2 separate regions of the Mus musculus genome follow, and region 1 is linked to region 2. A link is a contact called in public HiCAR-type data. All regions are on one chromosome and are shown on one strand. The core of a region is the stretch at or near the end of the contact, and the rest is flanking DNA. Distances in the headings are between cores, read along the strand shown. Region 1 overlaps Ptprz1 (protein tyrosine phosphatase, receptor type Z, polypeptide 1). Region 2 holds the start of Ptprz1 (protein tyrosine phosphatase, receptor type Z, polypeptide 1).

Region 1 (5,693 bases), core at 2,099-4,598, 34 kb after region 2:
ACATTCCATCTTTGTGTTAAGGTCAGAAAGATATTCTATAACAGTAGTGTGCCACCTTCTTTTGAAATAATATGGGATCCTCTGGATAAAGATTAGGAAAGTGAAATTCCAAAACAAATACTCTGGGATGTTAAAGAGGAAGTAAGAGGGCATTGGGTACCTGAAGAGTCATGTCATGGAAACGTACCGAGGCAGGCACACAGAGGCTCTGGTTCTGAGATGTTTCTGACTGTTCTATGTATTCAGTAATTTTGTTTGAGTTATCTTTTCGCTGATTTCCTTGCTTTTCTTCTGTTTTCAAGTCAAACTTTCACCTTGTCCTTCAACTCACACCTTTTCAGATCCATGCATGGTATGGGTTACGAATGAGTGATGGCACTGAATGAACACATAGGAATATTCTGAAAGTCTGAAGATAGTATGGAGGCCTCTATACTCCTACATTTTAGCCCTCGAGTACCAAATCACACACACAACAGATGAAGACTGGCAGGCTACTGTGAACTGTCCATCTTCTGTTGCAATGATTCCAAAGAGAATTGATAAATACCATCCAGTACACCAAAACCGAGTTCATTTGCTGTTTTACCATTCACTCAGAGTAACCAACCTATATATAACTTAAAATAATTTTAGTTTTGTGTGATATATACAGTTATGCACTACATGGAACTGAGCTTTGAGCTAATTAGAAGTTCCATGCTGTTACATAGTTTAACACACTGATGACCTATTGCTTTATGTTCTAAGCAGCCAGTTAAAATAAAACGAACTTTTAACCATATTAGTTGTAATGATAAATAAGTAAGCACTATGTTTTGCTTCATAATAATAGCAAGTGCTTTTACATTGAATGCATTTAAAGTATCTCTTCATCGTTAATTCTGATGCATCCCCCATGCTCTGTGTCTGACACAGCTTTCTTGCCTTTCATTGTCCTTCCCATTGCCTAGATGGGTGGCAGAGGTTAGTAGAGGGTGTGCCTGTAAATGACCAAACTTTCTAGGACCTGTGCTAGGGCTGTCAAGGGTAAGTGTCAAAATGAAAGGAAAAAGTTACTGAGAAACAAATTCCATTAATGAGTTCTTTGTAAGTAAATTCAATTCCCCCCTCATGTAACTGTTTCTATCTCTCACTCACAGCTGGGTATGTAAGATGTAGGACCTCTCATATACACCATAAAAGAAAATTAGGAGTCTTCTATTTTATGTGCCTATGTGAAATGGTTTTTGTTTTAATAAGGCATTCAGTATTTCATTAAGATTTTCAGTACTGTAGGCACCTAGACAACTATAAGGTCAGTTATTACATTTATTTAAATGGCAAATCTGCACAGGAAGGACGTAAGGGGGAAATTAATTGAAGTTCTCTTTATGACCTGTTAATCAAAAAGTAAAGCTATTTCTGAAAAAGGGAGATGAAAATTATATTTGAAATGGAAACGTATGCTGAGGTATTTTCTACTGGTCTGAGCACTGGGTTTAATTGAAGGTTTCAATAATTGAACAGAAGGAAGTACTGGCTAAGCTCAAGAAATTCTGATAAATTCTAGGGGAAGTTTGGCGTAACTTTCATATATTTATGGCTAACAGCAACCATCTTCTATGAAGACTACTACAGGAAGACTTTGCCACACCAACACATCACTATGTGTGTGCTGCTCTCTGACAGCAGCAAGCATTGGGAACATAAAACAAGAGATGTCTATTAAGTTGGACGTGCATTTTGTATCATTTGCCATTCATTCTATATTCAGTAACCCTTCATTCATTTGTGTATTATTCATTAAGCACATATTCTTTGCCCATTTTGGTGATGGAATTCCCTGACTTCTGCTGGTTAAAGTGCTCCCCAGACAGAAAGAAGATAGGGAAATATCACATGCAGATGACAGATGCTGCTAGAAAACTGTTCGCAAGTGCATGTATCTAAGGTAAAAGGAAGTCAATGGAAGAGAAATTTTAGGGTGGTTAGGATCGATTGTGTTATCTGGCTCAAGGAGTTCAGTGAAGAGATAGTGACACTCAAGAAATCCTAGAGGGAGTAGGAGGACAGAAAAATGTGGACATCTGTCTTCATGTGAAAGTAGTCAGTGAGTGAGGATGGAAATTAGTTGAAAGGTGCAGAAGGAAGCTTGCGCATGCTGAGCGATGGCTGAGCAATGGCCACTGTTTGCTCTGTGATAAAAACAGAATGCAAGCTCAGCTCCTAGTCACAAAGGGGGGTGATTTAGACCACTGCTCTCTCTAGCAACAAAAAGGGAAGATTTGTAATTGGCAGAAATTATTCCTCTGAGAATCCATTGATTATTTATTGAATTAAAAGAAGCACATAGTTAGGTGTATGGAATGCCTAGTGAGGTGTAGGGAACATAATATGCACTTTCCAAACTCTCAAGGCATTTAGAACTAAACACACTAAGTTAATAATAATAATAATAATAATAATAATAATAATAATAATAATAATAATAATAATGTGTTAGACAATTCTTGGTCAGTTAAAATTCCGAGACTGTTCACCAGTCAAAGAGATGCCATCATTAAGGTGCCATGAGACTCAGATGGTTGAGGGGTGTTGGAGGAGGCAGAGAAGGAAGAAAGTCAAGATATACAGGCAAAGGATGGCTGAGTCAGCGCTTTCGGGGCACACAGAAGCTTGAGAGCAGCAAGGCATTGTATTCAGCATTCTATGGTACTCTGGGTTATCTCTTTACCAAAACTTTCTTAGCTATTACCTACTACCCGAAGGCACTATAGAATTAGAATTTTCTAACTAGGCTGAGATCTGAAATGGTTTAAGAACTTTACAAACTGGACCCATGAAACTTTTCATGTGTAAGATTATTAAGTAGATGAGGTAGATATTTTGAAATTTTTAAATGAATAGTTCTTGGAATACATTTGTTTGTTTAGCTAGTACAGACTTGGTGAGATGTTTCTGGACTTAACCTGCACTGACTTAATGAGTATTCCAATTAGTCTACAGATGGTCTGTAAAACCAAAGAGATCGTGGTAGGGATTTCTCTGGATATTGCCATAGTTACCTCACCTCAGCAACTAAGGGGGAAGTGTTCTCTTTGTTTATTAGTGTCAGTACAATCGTGTACCATTAATTGAAATTTCAAACATTCAACCAAAGGATTCTAGGTTTGTTTACACAAATTAAAGCATTTTGGAAATAATTCATAATGTTCAGACAAAACTAATCTGGTTTACTTGCTGGGAAAAACTGGAATCAAGGATTGGAATTATCCAGCCAAATTATCCAGCTGTCTGACTGATGGATGTTTTAGCTAGTTACATCCTTACCGTCTTTGCTTTGTATGTGCTGTCCATTTAAGAGAAACACAGACCTGGAGCTTCCCCCTGGGCTACTCCAACTCAGAGCCTTACATCTTTACCCCTGCCTTAAATCACACCATTTGTTTATGGTTGCTTGGTATTTTCTGGAGTCTGTAGTGGTCTTCTTTTGTCTGGTACATGGAAATCTTTTTTTTTTTTTATCATTCTCTAACTTTCTGATAATCATTCATAATACAAAGGTCGATGTTGTCTAAGGGCCCAAGAGTGCTTCAGCAACACTATGGCTGTTTTCTTCTCATCACAAAATCCAACCCTGCGGAGAGGCAGAGAGTGAAAGGCATCCGTGTGTGTCCATGGCGATGCACTGACTGAGTGCAGGAAGTTACTCTGGCGTCAAGCCCTGAAAAGGATTGATTGTTTTTGTGAAAAATCCTCAAGACATGCCTTGAATTCAAAGAGTCAAGTTCATTAAAATCATAAATCATTTGCTGACTCAGTCTCTGCTCCTCCCCTCCTCCCCCTCCCCCTTCCTCTGAAATACCTTTGGCACTCGGTGTTACTTTAAAAAACAAAAATGTTTAATTTTTTCTTTAAAAATTGGTGGAATAATTGGAGTCACTAAAACAACTCCCTTGGTGACCTTAAGAAGAGTCTGTGGAACACTTCCTGCCTCTCTGTAGCTCTGAAACCAACTGGTAACTGTCGTTTGCTTCCTAACGTGCCAGGACTCTGCTGGTTCCACATATAAAAACACCCCCTGGAGATTTCTTCTTATTTTACATAGCCCTGCCGAGTGGACTGGCCATTCTATGAAAATTGGATGAAATGACACTAAGTCTTGTTGCAGATCCATGAATAAAAGGGGATACCTTTCTCCCTGATGAATAAAGCCCAGCATAGGGTATGCCACAGTGCCTTCTTTCTGGACGTCAGCTATCATAAGTGATGAGAAACCCGTTTCATGTGATAGCGCTGCCCAAGGTCTCCTAACATGGACCATCATCCCAGATCACTAGCTAACCCCATTGCTGTATCACCAAGGGGTGTTCAAGGTGCTTACGTACCCAGAAAGAGTCTCCTAATGCCAAACAACTCCTATTCCTTATTCTGAGACCAGAGAGGCTTCAAGAATCCAAACTTAATAAGGAACATTTACTTAAATACAGGTGCCCAGGCTTTTCATTCCGTTGAAGATGCAAGGATCATTTAAAATCGAGTCAGTCGCCTCTGTCAACTGGTTCTGAGTATGTAAAGGTGACTTAAATTTTTAACACTGTGGTCAAGCCTCTCAACTGTATGGATGTCAGGGCAGTAATAACCATGTTCGAGAGCATCCTGGGTGGCATAGTAAGATCCTGGTGCATGCTGCTAGTTTATGATCTCTTTGAGTACAAAATACGGTGAGCTGTCATTTTGAAAGTCAAATCTGTGTGTATTTCATCTGATATGGCAGATCATCAATCAAATGTTTCCCATCAAAACAATTTGCTTTAGTGAGATTAATGCCAAAACTACAAGCTGCAGGAAAGTTGCTTTTTGTTACTAAAAAGTGCCTAACTATGAGTGCCAGAGAAATGGTTCAAGGGGTAAAGGTGCTTGTCACTAGACCTGACACCCTGCGTTTGAACTCCAGAACCCACCTGTAGAAGAAGACAACCAAGTCCTGAACGTTATCTTCTGACATCTGTTCATGTGCTTTGGCATGGGCAACAACCCCTTCAATAAATGCTCATATATATATATTTTTAAATTCCTGAAAGGAATCATCTTTCTGTTTCAGTATCTTGTGTCTTTGTGGTATATCATATATAAAATTTAAGGCCTAAATTATTTCAGGAAAACACCCTTTCTTTTCCTTAATTCGAACACAGGGATAGCTCCCTAGGGGTGAAAAAACCCTGCTACCTTTGGTCTGTTGTGAGTTGCTCTTTATCACCCTGCAGGAGTATGTTAATTACCTTGAGGTGTCCCAGTGGCCTAATAACTTCAGGACTAGGTGCCAGCAGAGACCTGGTTGCATTCCAGGTCCCAAATACTGTTTTAGCTTGTTCTATCTCTTCATATCCTCACAAATGAAATGGTAAACTGGGGGAAAAAACACATTCATTCTAACTGAGTTGTCTAGTTCAAAAAAGATAATATCGAATCCCTAGCCAGCCATTTGTGATTGTGTGTAAAATGTAACTGGTGAGATCTATTCTACAAGGCTATTAATTATACACTGAACAGGCGTGCTTTACACATCTCATTCCTAGAAGCACACTGATCTGTGCTATCTAGGCCACCTTAGGAGCATTTTTGAGCATCTGCCACTGCAGTAAACATTCATGTTTCAGGCAAAATGTGTGAACAGCTGTTGCAACACGGAGCCAATAAGATCCAGTTCT
Region 2 (5,418 bases), core at 1,227-3,726:
ACTTGTGAAAATGAGACAGTAGGTTCCTGATGCTCCTTTGAGGTCTTCTATTCTCCAGCTTAGCTGCTTCGATGGCCTACTTTTCAAGGACTTCAAGCTTTCTCTCACTAATCTCTCCACGGAACTATCAGAGCCACATCAGTTTTTCTCCACCTCAACCTCTCATTGCTGCCACTCTAAAGAATTAGTTAACACTCAGTTTCCCCTAAAACCCCCAGAACAGAATGATCTCTCCTCATGGTGGCTTTTGTGCCTTCAAGAATATTGGCAATATTCCTAACCACAGAATGAAATTATGGGGATCATAGATTCACCTGTTGGCTCTTCCAGAGAGACTTTAGTTCCTCCTGGGGCTTTGTTTGGTGAATCAAATCTAATACCAACTAATGAAGAGCTAACATAATCATTCTTATTGCTGGACTATTATTCTCCCAGGATGATGGAGAACCCTTGATAACTGAGATGCACTTGATTACATATGTTTTCCCTGTGTAAACTTAGCTTCTATTTTAATTTTACATCTATCTATCTATCTATCTATCTATCTATCTATTCATTTGGGGGTGGTGCATGCCACAGCATTTAAATAGAAGAGACAGGACAACCTATGAAAGACACTTCTCAGTGAGGCTGGTGCCTTTATCCACTGAGCCGTCTTGCAGTAGCCAGCATCTTCTACTAAGCAGTTGAAGTTCCTTCTGTGTTTCCCTAGGAGTTCAAAGTGAGAAGGCTTAGCATTTCCGGTATGAGCTTCTCCACAAGGAAATCAATGCTTGCCACAGTATGAACATTCTTAGTCTGACGGAAATGACAGTGCTTTCAATATAACATGTGACTTCGGTGGCTTTCAGTTTGGTTTCCAGCCTGTTTGATAATCAGATTCTCCAAATGTCCTTTCTGCAAATCTCTAGGAAAACGTCCCTGCCCACTCCAGCTCACATTCAATAAACACTGTTTTTCATTTTTCCCCCTGAACTCTGGATACACTTCCAGTGGATATACACACCTGTTGGTATGTTAGCAAAAATGACCAGAAATTTTCTTGCCTTATGGAAACTCTCAATCTCTATTATAATCCTCGAGGCATTTCTATTTCAAGGAGTGAGAAGAATAGGGTAAGGGTCAACTTCTTATACCGATATGTGTTCCTAAACAAACACTCTAGCTTCAAGACCCGTCCTTTCCTGACGACATGCATTCACCATCCACGAATCGATAGCAAGCTGCATCATTAGCTCTGTCCATTGACCCCAGTGTTCAGAGGCGGTGGGAATTCTGTGAGAACGGGTAGTCACAGCTGAAACAGACTTGGAATTCCAATTTGTATGCATTAAGCATCCTTTGTATTTTATAAAGCTACAGCACTGGCTTTGAGACAATAACAGAACACAAGAGTACATGCTGTACAGATCCCTACATCAAACGGTACCAGGGATAGTTCCGGAACTTGGTTTTCTCTGCCTTTGAATGTGACTCCCAAAAGGCTCTGAATAGAGTCTCTTATCAGTGTAAAATGTAAAATAACTAAACCCCATCGTGTATATGAAAATCTCACAAATATTTAGGTCGATGTATTTAGGCTATTGACTGACATCACCACCAGTTAACTTGTTTCATGTGGACCTCAACATAATTCAACAAACATTTCAGGAATACCTATTCAACTCCCTACCCCGCCCCCCAAGTCAGGAGTTCAGGTTATAGCACTCACGCTCCTACACAGCAAACAAACACCTCCATAGAAACAGGCTCCTAAGGAAAGAACGACATGCTCAGCTCCGAGGAAGCACAGGGTGTGTATTATATTTCTTTTGTGTACCCTTCAATCTAGCAATTAAAAAAAAAAATCTTTCTACAGGAGGACCCTGTGCAAAGAGACACTTGGGGAGTTCCATCCAGCAGGACCAGGGCAGTGTTGACAGTTCCCCACAGCCGCGCAGAGCAGGACAGAATGATTGGGGTCTAATGAAGGGTCAGCCAGGACCAAATGGTCACAGTAGTGCTGCAAATGATTGGACTTAACTACCCTAATGGTAATGGGAGCTGGAACTACTTTACTCACTAAGAAAATGGAAAGGGGGGCGGGGAGAGCTCAGTTTACCCAGGCCCCCTTCAACCCTTCCGGATAGGACCATCTTGGTAACTGCAGAGACGACAATAAACAAAGAAAAAAGACTTTCCCAGGGGTGAAGTCAAAAGGTCGGCCCCAAGCTGTGCGGGACAATGGGGACCCAGCCTCCTCTTGTGTCTTCCTAGTGGGTGAAGGAGCCTTAATGAAGAGACCTTTTTCACCGCGAAGATTCTAAGCCCCAGCGGGTTCCACCTCCAGCCCTGGGCGGGGGAGGGGCGCGGGGCTGGGACAGGCTGGGCCCCGCCACGCCCCTCTTTCTGCTGCTGCGCGACCCCGGCCCCCGCCTGCGCTCCTGCTCCCCCGCCCCCGCGCACTGCGCGTGCCCAGCCCGGAGCGCGTCCCCGCAATTCCGCGCCGCTGCGCTGCGAGCGCTCAGATCCTGGCCGCTGCAGCCCGCTCAGGCAGGGGACAGCGTCCCGCCTGAAGCCAGGCGCTTGGTCCAGGCTCGGTCCCCGCACCCACGCGCCGCCTAGCCTTGTATTCTCTTCTTCTCTCTTCTCTTCCTCTCTCTCTCTCTCTCTCTCTCTCTCTCTCTCTCTCTCTCTCTCTCTCTATCACTCGTTCACCTAGACCCTGGCCAGTCACCGGCGTCCCCTGCCTCGGTGTCCCCACCCTCTGTACCCTAAGCTGTACCCCTGCGGCTGGCGAGGGGCCGCGGACCGGGCTGGAGATGCGAATCCTGCAGAGCTTCCTCGCGTGCGTTCAGCTCCTGTGCCTGTGTCGCCTGGGTAAGTGATAGGACCTCGGCGGGGCACCCGCGCGGGGCTCAGTCTCTGGGACGCAGCTTGGGTGGGGGATTTCAGAACATTGGGTAGCACCCCAAGAAGAGTTATCCCGAACCTTTCGATGTCACTTGCACCGGCTGCGCCCTCATCCCCTCAACTACCACCTGCTGGGTCCCTCTACTGAGACTCCTTTGGTCAGGACACCTAGACACAGGAGGTCGCCGCCTGTCAGGGTCCCCTCGCATGCGTGCTCTCCATATTGCAAAAAGTGGAAATAGCCTTGTAGACCTACATAAGAGAATGAGTCGGTGACTAGAAATACACTACAGCAGTGGCGAGGGGCTGCGACCTAAACGTTCCTTTCTATGTTGCCACTGTAGTACTGTGGACTTGAACGGAAGGCACACGTGTCTGTCTTGAATTACGCACACGCACCTGAAAGGCACTGAGCTGAACAAGCATCGACCTGACTTTTCTAGTACTTTCAATTTAGTCACGTTCAAGTCCAGGCAGTCACTTACAAAAAAGTTCCAGTCAAATCTCTATGAGCATTCTGCCCCCAGCTTCCAGAGAGAAGAGCTGCAGGTGATGGGCGAACAGGGACACAGCACCTTCGCAGGCGTCCGAACCTTACAAGTGTTAAGTGGATATTACTCTCTGCAGTCAACGGTGTGAATATTTACTGGGAATGAGGGTGCAGACTTAGGTTTCTAAAAAGAAAACAAAAAGTAAAACCTGTCTTTTGTTTTGTTTGTTGTTTTGTTTCCTTATTTTAACTACTAAAAGCCCCTTTCAAATGCCTGTTGGAAGACATTGACCTAAAAATTAGAATGTGTACCTCGATTTGTGAGTATAACTGTTTAGCTCCCATCAGTCCTATAGCCCCACTTTTAAATTTCGTTTATAATAAAGGATATATTAAACATGCACTTCCAATCCGATGGAGAGTGCTCCTCTTAGCACCTTCGCGAACAGAAGTCATTTCTAGTTCTGACTGATGAGACTTGTGTAGGTCACTATGGTGATGACTGCCTGTAATCCACTCTGAGTATTCACCTAACCTCAATCCCCAAGGCTTGGTGAAAGTATTCAGAGCCGTCTTGGCCAATGCCTTGTAGGCAGCCACTCAGCTGACAGATCCCCTGACCTTCCCTGACAGGGCAGGCTTGAAGTTGGTTGTTGAATCCCAAGGACTCTGGTTCTTTAGAAATGTTCTTCCAATCCATACCTGTTGAATTGACATTTCCACATTCCAGCCACAGACATTTTAGCAACAAAGCCAGGTCCTCTTGATACTTAAATTATTGTTTAAGGAGATCTTACAGCATTAGGGAAGCAAATTACAGTATTACTCTGCACTTCAGCAAAACACAAGCCCAAGACTACATTAGGACTGGTTTTAATTGAGGAGAAACATTAGTTGCCACACAATGTATCTGTTTGAAGCACAATGTTCAGTGGTGTTTACTATATTCACAGAGTTGTCTGCTATCACTGACATCTGATCCCAGAGCATGGCATCAGCCCTCCTTGATCACTAACTAAGGTTTCCTGCTCAACCTCTGTGTCTATTGATCGGCCTGCTCTGGACATTTTGTCTGAACAGAATCATGAAACATGCAGCAATTTTTTTTTTTTTTTGGGTCTGGCTTCATTCTCTTAGCAGAATGTTTTCAAGGTGAACTCATGTCTTAGCATGTATCCAACCTCATCACTTTTTATGACTAGCCAGATCCCATTATATGCAAATCACACATTCCCAAAGTTGATTTTTTTGTTGTTGTTGTTGTTTTATTTTCCCATAGTAAGGCATTATTTGTAGCCTGCTTAGGGTTGCATACATTTTAGCTGATTGGACACATGCCTTTGAAGATATATAATGCAAGGGGAAAGAACTGAATGCACTGTTTAAGACTGTTACAAGCTTATACAATAGCATTAAATCTAAGACTGCCTATTAGAAATGAAATATGGGTTCTCTCTCTTTCTCTTTCTCTCTCTCTCTCTCCCTGCCCTACTACTATTACTACTACTACTACTACTACTACTACTACTACTACTACTACTACGAGATGCCTATGTTATCCTTCACCATTTTAAACCAGGCTTTTACATTGCTATAAATAAGTTGTCCTGGGAACACAGGCAAATCACATGGATATATTGCCCTTGGTGTAGCATATTGTAGAAAACTGAGGCATATTATCTATGAATGAAAAATTCAGCCTCCTCTTTAATGCCGCCACCATCTATACATCAGTGTTTATGGATGTATTTATTTCTCATCTTCAGTGCCTTTGGAGCCATCTAGGTACCATGCCACCCATAAAATGTGCTCAACAAAAGGTCTGAGGACAGACTGAGATGTGGTGTAGGTAGCAATTCTGACATAATTAGACCACCAGACGTACCATTATCCAGGAATGTTCAATTCACCAAGGTACTCATTGCTTACAGTGAAGAACCCCTCTGTGATCAGGGTAGTACCACGTTTTGTGTCCTAGGTGTCCCAATGGTTTAAACCAGGCAGACAAACCATTGACTTTCCCATAAGAAGGTAAG

What was found. HiCAR-type assays count read pairs that join an accessible place to other places.
Region 1: a contact with region 2 is called in a HiCAR-type map of astrocytes, with 5 times the contacts expected there. The contact joins the enhancer-like site here to the promoter of Ptprz1 in region 2. A contact is called at or near these places in 1 of 39 promoter capture datasets (macrophages), 2 of 484 Hi-C or Micro-C datasets (cerebral cortex and forebrain), 6 of 115 datasets of contacts at active chromatin or transcription factors (astrocytes, embryonic stem cells, neural progenitor cells and 2 more) and 2 of 9 other capture datasets (adipose tissue and pancreatic islet).

What each region holds. Positions count from the first base shown.
Region 1 is chr6:22,906,068-22,911,760 of GRCm38.p6, forward strand. The region is part of intron 1 of Ptprz1 (protein tyrosine phosphatase, receptor type Z, polypeptide 1); the gene reads left to right. Among named protein-coding and RNA genes, the nearest start is that of Ptprz1, 33 kb to the left of the region's middle. Within about 2 kb of position 3,349, at least 24 of the 459 cell types and tissues checked have an H3K27ac peak or open chromatin away from gene starts, as enhancers often do. A contact at or near this core is called in astrocytes, forebrain, neural progenitor cells and 2 more, where this site is marked.
Region 2 is chr6:22,873,026-22,878,443 of GRCm38.p6, forward strand. Ptprz1 (protein tyrosine phosphatase, receptor type Z, polypeptide 1) reads left to right here and starts at 2,477. Exons shown (of 30, transcript NM_001081306.1): 1 at 2,477-2,859. The coding sequence starts at 2,802.